Regions from separate parts of the Mus musculus genome. Here region 1 is linked to region 2. The links are chromatin contacts, called in public promoter capture Hi-C maps. All regions are on one chromosome and are shown on one strand. Each heading gives the region's core, a stretch centred on a gene start, on an enhancer-like site or on the middle of the called end of the contact. The rest is flanking DNA. Distances are from core to core; before and after follow the strand shown.

Region 1 (2,700 bases), core at 187-2,686, about 35 Mb after region 2:
ACAGTATACTCATATACATAAAATAAATAAATCCTCAAAAAATTTTTTTTTGATCAGGGTGTATGTAGCCCCGGATAGTGTAGAACTCACTATGTAGACTAGTCTGGGAACTCACAGAGATCCACCTGTCAGGTATAGACCACCACATAGGCTACCACACCTGTTGTGGGCAGTTTTTTTTTCCCTTAAGATTTATTTTTATTTTGTGTGTGTATGTGTGTGCATATGTGTGCACTGTGCCAAATGTGTGACAGGAGCCCAAGAGAGACCATCCAACCCTCTGGATTTGGAGTTACACTGGTTGTGAGCCACCGTGGGAACTAGGAACTGAGCTCCGGTCCTTTGCAAGAACAGTTAGGGCTTTTACTTGGTAAGCCATTTCTCCAAGCCAAATAATTTTTTATATGTGTATCCTTTGCCTGCATGCATATATGTTCACCTGGGGTGGTCAGCGTCTCCCATGGTCAGAGGGCATTAGATCCACCTCTAGAACCTAGTGACAGGGTTGTTAGCCACAGTTTGAGTTCTGGGAACTTAGCGAACCTTTGTACTCTGGAAGTGCAACAGTGCTCTTCAACACTGAGCCACGTCTTCAGCCCTTGGGCAGTATTTTAAAATATTTGATTTATGTAGCAGTTGTTCCTAATACTAGATAATTATAAGATTGTAAATTACAAGATTCTGAGCTTCACTAATTTCCAGGGGAACAAAATTATGGGAGTCTTGGCTTTGCATCTACTATTGCAAAAATAGTTGAGATAATCAAGCTTGAGGAGAGATTTTTGTGTCACAGTTTCAAACAGTTCTCAGTTAAACTTGCTCCCTTTGTGTCTACAGTGAAGCTGCACACAGCGAAGAACTCCTGTTGGAAGAAGTTGCTCACCTCATGGTAGGCAAAGAATCAAACATGAAGGAAAGGGTGGGACTCAAAGTAGGGCCTGACAGGAAAATCTTGGTGACCTTGGGCGAATCCTCTTGGGGAAAACGTTTGTCCCTTCCAGGCAGGGCAACACCTAGTATGTCCCTTTCTGTGGGCAATTTGGGGTCAGGCACTTCCTAGGAGAAATAAAGCCGGACCAAACCAGTATTAGACACGAGGGTGGTATTTCATCTTCTGCTTAGGAATCCTCCTGCACGCTCTTGCGGCCCGGGAGGAGTCGGGAGTTCTTTCCCAACCTCTGTCGCCCTCCTGGTGTAAGATGCGCCCTAATCAGCAGGGAGGGCTGTGCGACCTCGAGAAAGCGAAGCACAACAGCAACTAAGGCCTTATCTAGCGATGCTGCGGACCCCACCCACGAGACCGCATCCCGTGTCCGTCAGCTGACAGCTCGACCCGGGACACCCTCACCCCTGCTCTTCATCCGGGAACCTCACCCGGGACCGCCCTCCCGTGGACTTCCGTCGCCGGAAGTGACGTAAGGCGTCAGCCTTCTGGCAGTCGAGAGAGTGGCCCCGGACAGGCTGGTGCAGCTGAGCGAGGAGCGCCTCCGTGACGGGACAGTCTCCAGGCCCGCCTCTCCACCTGGGTGAGTCCCGGGGAACCGTTGTCGCGTCGCCGTGGGAGCGACCGCTTGTTTGGCCCGCGGGGCGGACGCGCAGGAGGCGCCGCGTGCGGGCTGACGGCTGTTCCCGGAGCTGGGGCGCGCGGAAGGCCGGGCTCGCGGCCCTGTTTTCCCCTCTTCCCGGGTTCGTCGCGGAGCCCGGGGAGCCGGGGTGGCCCCGTGGTGCGAACCCAGTGGCCGGGCCCGGGTGGCAGCTCGGTCTTGTGGCCCGCTTCGCCCTCTGGGGACCGAACCTTTGCCCAAGAGAGAGGTAGGCGGAGGGTGGCTCTGGGCGAGGCCTGCGGACGGGCCGGGAGCCTGGCGGAGGGCGGTGGACGGTGGACGGTGGACGGAACCCGGGCTCGTCCTTGGATCTGAAGGACACCAGGCTCCTCGCAGCCCTCCCTCGTGCTGCGCGCAGGTGGCTCGACCAGCCTGCCCTAAGGGTCTGTCTCCTAAGTGAGTTGTATCATTATTCATCGGGGCCCATTGAGTAATGCAGAACGGCCTTACCGCTTACCACATGATTCCTAAGGGGCCTGCTTTTGAGAAAAACAATGAGTAATCTTATCTGGCGTGTTTCACTGGGTCTCAGCTTGAGCCTCTAAATTACTTAGGACGCTCCATGGAAAGGTTTACGCAGTTGTACTGTGTTGAAAAAAATTCTTTTAATGGTAGCTATTTTGTTGTTGTTGTTGTTGTTGTTGTTTTGGTTTGGGTTTTTAAAAGACAGCTTTGAGGCTAACCTTGAACTTCTGAACCTCCTGTCTAAATCTTCCGAGAGCTGGGATTACACGCCCAGCGATACACACACACACACACACACACACACACATATATTTTAAACCACAGATTTGGGATTGTTCAGTAGAGTCTGAGTAATATCGAATTCTTACACCTTCCTGTTTGGGTTTTAAGTTTTGAAACCGAATGGTACTCATGTTTGTTTTTTTGTGAAGGGGGAGGTTGTTATGGATTGAAGGTAGGGCCTTGTGCATACTAGGAAGTACTCTACCCTTAAATTACAGGCATCTCCTGCTTCTGTGTTTTTCTTTTTGTTTATTTTGGTAACTTTTTAGGTTTTAAACCCTTCTTGGGCCCTAATTACCATGCACTTTACTTAATTACATTTAGAGAAACTTAAGTCTGTGGACTGTGA
Region 2 (2,847 bases), core at 195-2,694:
TGCACCTGTGTATAAACTTTCATGGTATAAGCTGTCCCTAGGATGAACCCCAACATAAGAGAGACACCTGCACCAATATAAGAAATTATTTGGAATAAGACTTTCATTTTGACTAGTGGCCGAGTAAAGTTTAAGTTCCTAAGGCCTATTGGGAATTGACATCCTACTTGGCAGAAAGAAATATGTACATGGGTACTGTGACAAGTTAGGACATGAATGTTAGGTAAGTCAAGTCCCTGCAAGTTGAGTACCCAGATCAATGGGAGCAGGGTACATATACAACAAAGACAAGTTCCTAAGTAAACCCTCTATCCCTAAATCCTGATTGGTGGAATAATTTAGCACAGATGTTTGTGGATTTTAGGCTTAAAAACTCTATATAATCTTAACTGGGGGGTGGGGGTGAGGGTCACAGTTCAGTTCCCAAATGTGAACAGTGGCCCAGCCAATCACATTAGAGATTACCTAATATCCACCCCCCAATAAGAAGGCCCACACACCCTTGACTGCGGACACCATTTCAAAAAATGTGACCCACATACTGCTTGTTTCTTCAGAATAAACGCTCTTTGTCTTTGCATATTATCTATGTCTGGGGTCTTCTTCGGCGATTTTCAGACCGGTACAAATCCATGTTCCCGGAGGCAGCCACTGCTACTTTTATATCCTTTCAAAAGTATTTGAGTAAATCTTTGTAGACATAGGCAAAGACGCATTTCCACATATATTTACAAATGTGTCTGTGTATGTGTTTTCTTTTTACAAAACAAACAAACAAACAAACAAACAAACAAACAGATGTTTAATACTTTTTTGAAGCTGTTCACCAGCAAAGACATTACTCCGAGCTGCTCAAGAACCACTGTGTGTGGACTTTGCTTCTCTGTCTTCAGTGACTTTCTTCCAGGGCATTGTTTTTGCCAGTGTTTCTCTCTCACCGGGGGGTCACCAACATGCTTGTAGCATACAACTCGGGAATGACACAAGATCCTAAGAAACAGGATTTAAAGATACCGCAAATCAGCCCTCAGAGACGAGTTACCTGTTTCTATTCTAATTGACATCTTAAATTATGCTCCTTGCGAAGGGCTGGCCCACTGTACCAAGCTTTCACATTTTGTAATCTGACGTGTGAAAATAGCACCTTATCTCGGAATTACAAGTGAGGTTTTAAGGACCTTCCGATCTATAAGTTACTCGGTCTTTTTTTTTTTTTGGCCCGAATCTAACATGGTGCCCTCCACAGCTACTTCCGTGCTTTTGCAGGAAGGTAAGTGCGCCTGCCTGCCAGCATCAAAGATGGCAACAAGGTGCACATTCTCTCATCTGCGCAGGCTCCGATCGCTCCGCCCCGCCCCCTCCGGATAGCCTTTTCTGGCACCGCTCTAGCCGTCGCTCTCGGTGGGCACGGCCGCCAGCCAATCACAGGGCGTACCGCTCTGCTCCCCTCCCCCTCGCCTCCCGTGGATCAGCTGGGGTACCCGAGATGTCTGTTGACAGCGGTGGCGGCGACTGTAAGGCCGGTTCCGGGATCCGCGCAGGGCGTGGGGTAAGCTGGCCGGCGGGTGGGGTCCTGGCTGGGGAGGCAGGCGGCGGCCAGGCTATAGCAGCGGTGCTGAGCGTTTTTTAAGTAGTCCCTGAGCCGGCGTTTCTGGGTCTCTGTAGATGTGAGTCCTATGGAGCTACACGGGGAAGAGCAGCCGCCGCCGCCGCAGGAACCCTGGGGGAGGCTTCTTCGTCTAGGCGCAGAGGAGGACGAACCCCAGATCCTTCTTTGGAAACGCGAGTGGACCATCGGAAGGAGGAGAGGTGCGGTGGCCAGAGTGGAGTGAGGACGAGGATAAAGGCTAAAGGGGTAGACAGGGATGAAGCATAGGGACCTAAAGTGGGTACCCAACTGAGAGGAGACCGAGGGCCTAGAACAGGATCGAAGACCTAGTCAGAGTGGGTTTAGATGGGGAAACCGACAGGGGGTTTGAAGTGGGAAAAGTACCCGGCTGGCGATACAGAAGCTACTGGAATTCGGGGGGTGTGTGTGTGTGCACTGTTTTTCAACCCCCCCCCCCCCCCATAAAATGGGCTTATTTATTTGTGCAGTTGCTCTTCTGGATGCTTGATGATGGATATCAGTCAGTTCTCAGTACAACTTTGTGAAATAGATCTGTAAATATATCCTTCGAAATACGATCTTGTCCTCATTACTGTACACTTCTCTTTCTCAATGAAATGCAATTAGAAATTATTAACAAAAGGAAAACTGAAAAAAGGTATGTAGAAATTTGACACCACTGTTAAAAGGTTGACGGGTGAAAAAAAATAAACCACAGGGACTTTAGAAAAAATGTTTTGTGACAAATGAGAACAAAGAATATGCTGGAAGACTAGGACACTGTTAAACCAGTGCTCTGAGGGCAACTTATAATGGCAGGGTTTCTATTTGAAAAGATCTCAAAGTCCCAGGAAATAGAATAATTTATTTAATGAACTTAGGAAACTGAGAATTTGAACAAAGTTATACACAGATCCCAACATCGATTGCTTTGGGTCAAGGACATACATTTCTTTTTTTCGTTTGTTTTTGTTTTTGTTTTTTTTGGGGGGGCGGTTATGAGGCAGGGTTTCTATGTATAGCCTTGGCTGTCCTGGAACTCACTCTGTAGACCAGGCTGGCCTCAAGCTCAGAAATCCACCTGCCTGTGCCTCCCGAGTGCTGGGATTAGGACATAGATTTCTATAACTTGTGTCCACCTTATTTTGCTAGGAGGATTGATAAAATCTTACATGAACTGCTTGTGTGTAACCTAGCTTTGGACTCGGAGAGAGCTTAGATGGTAAAGTGCTTGAGGA

The links. Promoter capture Hi-C pulls out the DNA fragments that hold promoters and counts their contacts.
Region 1: a contact with region 2 is called in a promoter capture Hi-C map of second pharyngeal arch cranial neural crest. The contact joins the promoter of Zfp655 here to the promoter of Chfr in region 2. A contact is called at or near these places in 4 of 39 promoter capture datasets (cranial neural crest, frontonasal cranial neural crest, pre-B cells and 1 more).

What each region holds. Positions count from the first base shown.
Region 1 is chr5:145,230,306-145,233,005 of GRCm38.p6, forward strand. It overlaps Zfp655 (zinc finger protein 655), which reads left to right and starts at 1,437. Exons shown (of 4, transcript NM_028298.4): 1 at 1,437-1,526. It also overlaps Gm6287.
Region 2 is chr5:110,134,386-110,137,232 of GRCm38.p6, forward strand. Chfr (checkpoint with forkhead and ring finger domains) reads left to right here and starts at 1,445. Exons shown (of 18, transcript NM_001289577.1): 1 at 1,445-1,549; 2 at 1,666-1,809. The coding sequence starts at 1,677.